Regions from separate parts of the Gossypium hirsutum genome. Here region 1 is linked to region 2. A link is a contact called in public Hi-C data. All regions are on one chromosome and are shown on one strand. The core of a region is the stretch at or near the end of the contact, and the rest is flanking DNA. Distances in the headings are between cores, read along the strand shown.

Region 1 (5,698 bases), core at 2,100-4,599, 290 kb after region 2:
CATGACTCTTCGCCATCTGCTTCGCCAACGCCTCCTGATTGGAAAGTAGACTCTCTAATTCTTCAACTGAAGGTTGATTCGCCCAACCTTGAATAGAAGTAACAAAAAGGAATATACACCTTCTTCAATCCTCGAATTAGAAATCGTCGCATTCTTGCTTCACTGATTTCCTCCTCAACATCTAATTCTAAAATTTTAGAACAAATGCTTTTAACTCTCAAGAAATATTCAGAAATAGACATATTACCTTGAGTTAAGGATGCAAGATCATTCTCCAAAAATTGTAAACAAGCTGTGTTCTTTTTAGAAAACAATCACTCAAGAGTTTCCCATAATTTTTTTGGTGAATTAACGTCACGAACATGATCAAAGAACTCCCTACTAATGGAAGTTCTCAATGCAAAGAGCTCTTTTCCGCATTTAATCTTCTATTTCCTCCGGACTTTAACATTCTCATGAGTGTCTGTAGGAATTTCTGTATCTACTCTTGTAACCAGATCCCAAAGATCCTGGCCTTGAAGAAATGCCTCCATACACATCCTCTAATACTTGTAGTTCGTCCCTACAAGTCCCTCAACACCATACTGAGTGTTAGAACTATTTCCCCCATTTGCTAACTCTATCTCTGTTTTTAGCTTCGAATCTCTTCCAACAAGACAAAACAGATGATTTGATAGACAAAGAGACAAAAAAACAAAGTAATAGTTTTTTTTTTCCTTTTAACCTGGCGCTGATACCATGAAACAAAACAGGGATGCAAGCATTTTGTAGTTAACAAGAGAAATAGTTGAGAAAAACTTGATTATTTATTAACATGCTGCAAAAGGGTTTAAATACATAAAGAATGTAACAAAGTGTTCCTAAAAAAACTCCAACTATTCTAGAAAATAAGGAAGCAATAAGGTGCGTTATTGACTTCAACTAAGCAACTTATTCCTAGATTTTAGGAACAAAGTACTTGACCAAGCAAAATAGAAACATGAACAACAAAGTAAACATAAATTACTGAGATGCACTATTTTTAATAGAGTTGTGATAAAAGATGTTATATTGAAGATGTTATGGTCATGGTAGCATAATTTAAGTGTTGATTATGTTGACATTATAGTATGTTTTATTTCTTAATGGATATATGTACGTATTTGTTTTTTTTTTCACAAGTATTTGAGGTTTTCGTATTTTTTGAAGCTTAAACAATGTCGGGAAAAGGGAAACTTCAGCTGAAGCCTTTGATTTGTAATGAATTTTGCATTTTTGTTTAGTTCAGGCATGTACTAGGACCTTTGAGTGAATATTCTGTAATGATGATTATATGTCAAATTTCTATGTCGATCAATGCTTGTTAATGCATATGTGACATGTTGGTTTTATGTTTGTGCATATAAGTGAACTTTGATATCCAAATTAATGTTGAGTACATTGTTAAAATGTATGATTTTTACTTAGGTAGCTATATTTTGATTAAGCATGTTATTGGATGAGAATTTTGTATTTTAGACTTAGATTGATATGCTTAATTTGTGCATATACTTTTGATGCATGTTTAAACATGTTTATGTTTATTTTTGAAGCATGTTGGAATGACTTGAAATGGTAATTTTTGCATTTCTAGGCTTAAATCTCAAGACTAGTATGAATAAGTATAGAGACTTATTTAAAATTTGGTCTATTTCTATAGATTAGTTGGACAAGTATTGATACTTGGTCACCGGGTATCGAGACTTGACTCTAAGTATCAAGACTTGCACAAACAACTTCAATTTTTATGTTTCAACGGTTGCCAGTATTGAGACTTGTACCCTAATTCTCGAGTCTTACTACCTTATTTTGATATTTTAGACTTCGAATGTCGTATTAATGCTCGTTTGAGATTGATTTTTATTTATAGTACTCTGTAACTGATTGTAATAACTAAATGTTAGTTTTAATTATATTGAATTTTTAATTATGCATGTTAAATAATTTGTTTTGAATTTGATTTGTTTGGATTACTTTGGTAACCAATGTGGCATCTTATATTTGGATCTATAATCTGGGTTGAGGGTAGGGTGTTAGAGGAAAGCACTAATTATACTTTTATTTAAAATTAGTGTAAATAATTTATAAAAAATTCCTATGCAGCTGAGTTAAATATTTAGTAGGTAAAAATGTATGAAAAAAATAATTTGTCAACAAGACTTCATATTATTTAAACAAGATTAGTAAAATAATATAAATTTATTTTTAAAATAAAATATATGTTCTAAAGTTAAAATACTATTATTATTGCATAAAAATAACTTCTTAAACATAAATTATGTATAGGTATATTTGAAAAGAAAGTGTAATTAGATTTCAATGTAATTGTTTGTAGTTACCCGTATAATTACGCCAATTCTCATCCTTCCCTACGGATAGGAGAGTATAATTAGAGTGCTCCGCCTCCAATTATACTCAATTCAGTGGAACCTGCTAACAGTTACAAGCAATCAAATAAATGTGAATACTAAGTGCTTTCCAAATTCAATCTTAATGTGAAGAAGAAGTGAATTCAGATTCTATAGCAATTATACGAATTTAGATTAAAATATTATAAAAAAACAAAAAAAAAATCATCTATACTATAAACTCTTAACTAAAAGTAGTGTCGATAATTAATTGGGCATCGATTTAATTAGGAAATGATTAAAAATAATATTTTTAGGTAAAAAACTCAAAGTTAATATTAAGCGACTTGGTCTTTCCTACAAAAATTAGAGTAATTTAATCATTGTTAATTTCGAAAATGAGCAATAAAAGATAATTAATTGCAATATTAACATTTTTCATCAAATATACATAATTTTGATTGATATAATAACAATTTAAGCTTTCTATATTTATATATTTCATGTAAATATTGACAAAACGTATAGATATTGCGAACTAAATTTGTTAAATCAAACCAGATCGATAAAATATGTGAATTTTGAAGACTAAATTTATTATTATATGTACAATTAAGGTAAAAAAAATTAACATTTTACTTTCCATAAATTTAATATTAAAAATATATATTTATTTTTTATATTTTTATTATAAAATTAATAAAATAAATATTTATTATTTCATTCTAGGGTGTAGTATATCCTAATTAAATATAAAAATATATTAAAAAAAGAGGATATATTTATCACAAAAAGAAAAACCTCAAACTATTTGACTTCTAGTTATCCCCGTTTGAAGACAAGATCCCCAAACCAACTCTTTCCTAAACAGAAAACAATTTAGACTTATTTCCACGTGTCAGTGTAATAAAGCGAGTACTGTAAATTTCCTCCTATCCAAAAAATAAATATAAAATAATTAAAAAAAGCTTCTCTCTTCTCTATTTTAATATTTTCCTCTGACAATTCTTTATATTTTTTTAACCTTCGGTTCCAATTTTTTTAAAAAAGCTTTCAGAAAGAAATGTATTTGTTCTTCGAAAAACCCCGACTCGGATAAAGAAAAAACCAACAAAAAAAATGGAACTCTCCGATTCGAACGATTCAAAGCCCGAGACTCGTTCACCCCTCGGCATCGATCTAAACGAGATCCCTTCTTCTTCTTTTGCCGAAACCCTACCCGACTCCGACTCCGCCGAACCCGATTCCTTTTCGATTGTTCGGGCTATCCACGAGAATCCCGACCCGGCTCTTGGTGAAGCCGCCGGTGTTCCCGTTGCCAACGAGGAGGAGCAGTGTGGTGTCTGTGGCTTGTCGGCGGCGACGCCCGGTGGAGGAGGAGGAGGAAGAGTGGTGGTTTGTGATGGATGTGAGCGAGGGTTTCACTTGGCATGCTCCGGGGTTTCCGAGAAGTTGCTTTCGGGGGCGGAGTGGGTTTGTGGAGCGTGTGTTGGCCGCGGAGTAAGGAGTAAACGGTGGCCGCTTGGGTTTAAGGCCAAGAAGCGCATCCTTGATATTAATGCTTCCCCGCCGAGTGATGGTGACGGCGATGGTGAGGAGGTGCAGGAGTTATTGAGGTAAAACTTAAAGCTTAATATTAGAAACTCGAGTTTAGCTTTTTTTAATTGAAGCTTTGTAAGTCTTTTCAGCCTGCATTATTGTTAACTGTGTAGTTATGACTTAAGAGTTGAATAAATTTGAAATGTGGTTTCTGGGGATGTTAGATATTGATTGCTTGATTTATTTCTAGCGTTCTTTAGCTTAATGTGTTAATTTGGAGATGGATTAGGGCATTTTTAAAAGCAAATAACAGGTAAGTAATTGAATATTGACTTGTTTATTTGTGTGCTAGTAGTGGAATATTGTGCTGAGGGTTAGTTAAAAATTGCAATGCATGTTGACAGGCAGATTGTTTGCGTTTGTTTAGTGTGTGTGAACTGTTAGATATGGTCAGGATGTTTAGGTAGGGTGTACCCGTGATTCATCATAAGGACATTAATTATAGTCAATGGTTTTGAAGCTGATCAGTGGGTAATTGAACTGGTTGGTAGCTGTAGATTGTACAACTAGTCATACTGCTTATGAGATAATTGATGTCTTTTTGGTTGCTTTTTAGCAGTTTACTTGATTTAAATGTCTATAAACGAATCTACCCCCATTTTGCCTGTAAAGTTTGTCCTGAAATTTGTAAAGACTACTAGCTGATGCCTGATGGTGGGACAGTTTGATGGTGATAGAGAGTATATGTTAAGTAAGGATTTAAGATGATTAGTCCTTTTCCATGAATTGAAAATTCTGGGGGTTGAAGTTGAATGATTTGCCATTGACCTGAAAACTGTGGTTCTGCTGGTACCATGTCATTCTTTTGTTCCTTGTTTGAATATTGTTTTCCTTACAAGTGTAATTTGTTGCTACCTTTGGCATGTGAAGGGTTATGCTGCTCTTACACATGGATTGTAGGCTTTTGGGGGTTTTTTTTTTTGGGGGGGGGGTGTTAGTTTATTTTGATTATGCGAAGATGTATCAGTTCTGCCATTTTCACTGAACCTTTAGGGTATTGACTATGTTGGAACCACCTTGTTGACCAATGCTATGACTTTCTCATGCAGTTTGAGTTCGTACAGTTGAAACATAGAAATTACTGCCAAAAGATAGTATTTTCTTTTGCATTTAGAGCCTTCTTCGTGCTCATGAATTTCTCTATACAAATAAGAATGTATAAACCAATCTTGTCATCGCACTGTATGACAATTATTGTTTTTCTATTTGAAGTTGTGTTTCAATAGTCTTTAACTGTTTATTCCATAGGTGTTCTACCACTGCCAACATCACAGCATTGTACCGCATTTATATTATATTGACTATGTTGGAACCACCTGGTTAGCCAATGCCATGACTTTTTCATGCAGTTTGTGTTCGTACAGTTGAAACTTAGAAAGTGCTACCCAAAGATAGTATTTTCTCTTCCATTTAAAGCCTTCTTCATGCTCACAAATTTCTATATACAAATTAGAATGTTTAACCCAAGCTTGTTGCGGCACTGTACAGCAATTATTGTTTTCCTCGTTGAAATTGTGTCTCAGTAGTCTTTAACTGTTTATTCCTCTGGTGTTCTACTGCTGCCAACATTGCAGCACTGTATTGCGTTTATATTCTTTCTCTTTCATATTGCTGCTCAATAGTCTTTAACCTGTTTATCTGTGAAGTGCCTTATTGCTGCTAACTTCCTTAACATGCTTTTTCATTTCTAGTAGGTTGTTTCTTGATTCATAGATTGCGCTTCCTTGTGGAAG
Region 2 (5,515 bases), core at 1,547-4,046:
CTATATTTGTATTGTTAAAAACTAACATGGTTGACAGAATAATTAAACAGTGACGTGTGACATGTCACACCTACCTCATGTTAACATATAAAGATCCATTTTTAATGGTAGAAATGGATGAAATTTAAAAAAAAAACAGTTTGCTCTTTGATCAAACGTACAGGGACTAATTTGCTTATTTTTTTAGTAAAAGAGACAAAATGCAATCTTTAATTCCAATAGAAAAGAATGTCCATGTACTCGGGAATCAATCTTTATGAAATTTGGCCTGTTGATGGCACTTCTGGTACACCAGTAGCTCACCTGCTGTTAACCACATTGTTAACAACCAGCAGGATTTGGCTTTTTATGAGTTGCCATTAAGTGAGGGAAAGGCAAAATGTCAACATATAAAAAGTAGTGACCTAAATCTATATATTTTTATAAATGCGTGTATGTATGTAGCCAATAACATGTTTCTACCATGCAAACAAAAATAGCAGACTGATAAAATATATGAACCAATCCGATATATTTTCTTCCCATCCAATATTTTTCTGGTCTTTTATGGAATGGTAGAACATATACTCATCAATGTTAGACAAACATACAAGACATTAGATGCGACAGCAACAACAAAAAGCTCATTTACTAAGACAAAAGATTAACAATAGGTATCGAACACATACGTTGCATACCATTACAGATACAGAACCAATCTTTAAGAAACTTGGGTTGCCATTACTGCCTTATAGGCTTAACCATATTGCTATCAACCAGCAGAATTTGGCTTCCTATGAGTTGCCAATCCAAAATGGTGAACACAGTATATGTATATATATGTATGTACATGCCAATCACATGTTTTCTAACATGCAAACCAAGATGGCATATTGAAAAATGATTTGAACCAAACAAATACATTTCTCCTCATCCAACATTTCTCTAGTCATTCGTATCATGGTAGAACAAATCATCATCAATGTTAGAACTCAGACAAACATACAAGAAGTTTAGATGCAACAATAACTAAAAGCACATTTACTAGAAAAAGTATCATGTAAACCACAGTACTAGAACTCCGATTGCATTTTGACCCATATACTAAAAAATGGGCAAATTAATCCCTATATGTTAGATTAAAGAACAAATTGGTCCTTCTATTAAAAATTTCATTCATTTTTACTATTAAAAGCTTGTCTCTATACATCAGTATAAGGTACAAGTGACATGCCATATGTTATTATTTGATTCTTCTATCAGCCACTGCAGTTTTTAAAAGTACAAATGGATGCAACAATAACTAAAAGCACATTTACTAGTAAAAGTATCATGGAAATCTCAATACTAGAAGTCAAATTACATTTTGACTTATATACTAAAAAAATATGCAAATTAATCATTGTAAGTTACATCAAAGAACAAACTAGTCCTTCTATTAAAACTTCAATTCATTTTTACTATTAAAAACTTGTCCCTATACATCAGTAACAAGTGGCATATCATATGTTATTGTCTTTATTATTCTATTAGATATGTCAGCTTTTAACAATATAAAGTGATAAAATTTTTAAAAACTAATTTATCCAATTTTTTAGTAGAGAGAGCAAAATGCAACTTAACTTCTTGTAATTTTGCACTCATTTATTCATTGGGATCCTTTACAATTTCCACCAATCATGTTATGTAGAAGACTAGGATAAAAGATAAATAAAAGGTTTGAGTTAAGCCAATCCATTTGTTATCCCATCAAAACATACTTTTGTACAAAAAAATGCAAGCAATAAAACAAGATATGATAAACAAGTAAACTTTGCAACTAAGAATCCAACATTTACTAATTATAGAATCTACATTAGCAACACATCAAGTAAGCAGAATGAACAGAAAAAGCAAAGACTAACACTGTATAATGGACCTTCCAAATCTCTATGTGTCTATGGTATTCCCAAGTCCAAATGAGAAATGTTCACGAACAGGTGAAAACTCCACTAATCCAATATCCATTGCATACCCAGAAACAGGCAATTTCAACTCTCTCAACACACAAAAAGCCTCAGCCATTCTTGTTTTAGGCACTTCTTGAGCTACGGGACAATAAGGGATCCAAGCATCAGCTTTAAACTCTTCCCCAATTTCAATCCCTTCTTTTTAATTGCCTCACATACCTGAGCCTGGAATTGTAGGAGCGTCATTGTTGGAGCTGGTGAAAGGAAGAGAACATTGTTTTCATTTGGGAAAGCCCCAATTGAAGAAAAAGAAATAGGTAAAGGTTCTTGCTTTGAAGCAAAGGACTTTATAACGGATTCAAGCTTTGCAGGATCGAGAAAAGGGCTTGAAAAGAGAGTAATGTGAGGCCTTGATTCGATTTCAATTAACTGAGTGCTGATTTGACGACGAGCCAAAACATTCCAAGCTTTTAAGACCTGGTTCTCAAGTGCTGGATCGAAGTAAAGCTCAATTGAGAAACCTTGTGACATTGAATTTTTTTTTTTACGATAACAAAAAAGGATCCGAAATTTTTTTTTTAAAAAAAAGGAGATCTAAAAGTACCCAGACAATGAAAATTGGAACTTGATGAATAATTAGGGATAACCAGGGAGGGGGAATTCAAAACCCTAGAAAGAACATGGGAATTAAAGATGCCAAAATTAGATTTGGTATTGTGAAGGCCAAAGAAGAAGGTACAAAGTGAAAAGAAATACAGGAATTTTATGTTGTTCTTTCACCTTTTTTGGCCAAAGATAGATAATAAAGAGGGGGAACTTTGTATGGGCAATTTGGAGTATCCATCGCCGTCCATGCGGCTCGCTCATAAAAGAGGAAAATTTTCTAAATTTCAAACTGAATATATCTTTGGCTTAACACCTCTTTTCACCCTGTATTATAGCTAAATTTTCACTTTGGTACCTAAACTATTTTTATCAGTTTGGACCTTGTACTTTCTTTTTTTATTAGTTTGGCCCGTATACTTTAATTCTATAATCTTGTACTCTCTCAAAATTTAAAATTTAATCCTTATACTTTAATTTTGAGACATTAAATCTTTGTATTTTTTTATTAAAAAATCTTGATCTCTCCATTTAAACGGTATCAACGGTAAAATAATTTTTTTAGCCCTCAATATTTATAATTTTTGTCAATCGGTCCTTACACTACATAAAAATTTTAAAAAATATTTTTCCTTATTTTAAATAAAAGCATAAAAATTAAAAAATTAAAACTTTTTTCCAAAAAATTAAAAAATTATGGAAAAAATAAAAATGATTCTAAATATATTCCAAAATTCAATGTTATCTAAACTGCACCTGACCAACCAGTCGGATCAGGAATCAGTTGGGATATCAATTTGACGAGAGGTAAAAATAGGTTGACTCGCGAATCGGTACAGATTGATTGAACCAAGCTAAAAATTGGTTAAACAAACAATTGAACTATTTTCGATCTAGTCTAACCAATTGATTCTCAAAACGGCCAACACGATTGGTTCAAATCAAATAAATTATTTTAAAAAAAATCAAAGTTATAAAATAGGTTCAATTTCCAGTTCTACTAGTTTTTTAGTTTGGTTTAATCAATCCATACCAATTCATGAGTCAACCAGTTTTTTACCTCTCACCCAGACCAATACCCCATTAGTTCTTGATCCAATTAGTTCTGCCAGGTTTAGATAAAATTAAATTTTAGAATTTTTTTATAGTTTTAAAAAATCTTTTTATTTTTATTTTGAATTTTAAAGTGTTATTATTATTTTTTTCAATTTTTTTAAAAGATTATAATTATAGTTTGAATTTTTTATTTTTTTTACAATAAGGAAAAGAATTAATTTTTTTTAAAAAATATATATATATGTACTTGGCATGGATCAAGTTGACAATAAACTTCACATGTTAAAGACTAAAAAATTTTTAAAAATGAAAAAACCAATTGACCTCCAAATTGGTATGCATCGGTAGAATTGGGCTAAAAAATCAATTGAACTAGTAATTGAATTGATATTTATAATTTTTTTAATATTTTATTTTAAATAATTTATTTGTTTTGATCCAGTCGGATCAGTCGTTCTGGGAACCAATTAATCAAACCAGTTTGAAATCAGTTCAACAAACTTTTTAGTTTGGTTCAACCAGTTTGTACCGATTCACAGGTCAACCGATTTTTTTACCTTTCACCGAATTGATACCTCAACTGGTTCTCGATCCAACTGGTTGGTTTTCATAACATTAATTTTTGAAATTTTATTTTATATTTTTAAAATCATTTTTATTTTTTGAATTTTAAAGAGTTTTTATATTTTTCATAATTATTTTTATTTTTAAAAAATATTTTTATATTTTATGTACAATATAAAAAAATTTAAAATTTTTTATGTACGTTTAAAGAATAAGGACTATATTAACCACGAGAGTTAGGTGAGATGGCAAATGTCTCTCCTACCTTAACCAATGGCCAAGGGTTCGATCCTCGTCCTAAGTATGAAGCAACTTTAAAACTCGTGGCCAACATCTATACCGTAATGGGTCTACAAAATATGGAGGATTAATTACTAGACTCGCTCCAGTAGATACTTTAAGAAATAAAGAAAAAGAGTAAGGACTATTGATAAAAAAATTATAAATTTGGAGAGCTAAAAAATTATTTTTACCTTTGATGTTATAATCCAATTTCAGTAACTAATATTCATAAATTCCAACTCAATTTCTCTAAGTTGTCATAAATGGTAACTTAATCAAAGAACAACTAATGGGTTGGTTGAACCAATCTTAATACGTTGAAAATCTACAAGCATCACTCCAAAATAAGCTTGCTTACCTATTAATCTACGGTGGATTATGAAGAATAATCTTCAGTGGAAATGGATGGTGATGATTATATTTAGCCACTTACCTTAACTTAATTATGGCACAATTGATTTTAAGGACATGCTAAATTATTACATAAGTTTCTCTTATTTATTTCATCATTTGTTAATTTCTTCAATTTAATCCTTATATTATTTATTTAACAACTTAATTAATTTAATTACTAAGTTAATTCCATTTCTAATTCTCGTATTTGACTTGTAAATTTTCTTAGTTTAACTTACCGGATGGTTCGACTTAACAAATTCAATCTCGAAACTAATTTTTCTAACACAGACAAAAATCGGGTCATACATTATGACATTTTCAAATCAACTTCCATATCTAAGTTTCACCTAATTGAGTTAGTTTAACTCGTTTCAGAGCATCATCAGCCCCCAGGGCTTGTAATACCTAATTCGCATGATCTTTTACATGCTATCGTTCATTATACTAATATTTACATTTAATTAATCAAATCAAGCATAAGTTATACATTTCACATATAAAGTAGAATCATCAATTACATAATACATAGTTTGTGGCCCCTGTCAATCGAGCACGGACTCAAGACAGTTACACGGATCATCCTACCATCACACCAATATAAATTGCATCCATTACATCATTGGTAAATTCAAAGTAATATGCACTTTGCGCCTCATCGGCATAAGCCAAAGTAATGTGTGCCCAGT

The links. A called contact is a pair of places that touch in the nucleus more often than the background predicts.
Region 1: a Hi-C map of leaf shows a contact between it and region 2, with 2.4 times the contacts expected there. The contact joins the promoter of LOC107888647 here to the enhancer-like site in region 2. A contact is called at or near these places in 5 of 34 Hi-C or Micro-C datasets (hypocotyl and leaf).

Annotation. Positions count from the first base shown.
Region 1 is chrA09:8,289,730-8,295,427 of Gossypium_hirsutum_v2.1, forward strand. It overlaps LOC107888647 (methyl-CpG-binding domain-containing protein 9), which reads left to right and starts at 3,350. Exons shown (of 10, transcript XM_016812815.2): 1 at 3,350-3,982. The coding sequence starts at 3,486.
Region 2 is chrA09:8,000,760-8,006,274 of Gossypium_hirsutum_v2.1, forward strand. It overlaps the pseudogene LOC107888656. Among protein-coding and RNA genes, the nearest start is that of LOC107888655, 10 kb to the right of the region's middle. Within about 2 kb of position 2,797, at least 7 of the 9 cell types and tissues checked have an H3K27ac peak or open chromatin away from gene starts, as enhancers often do. A contact at or near this core is called in leaf, where this site is marked.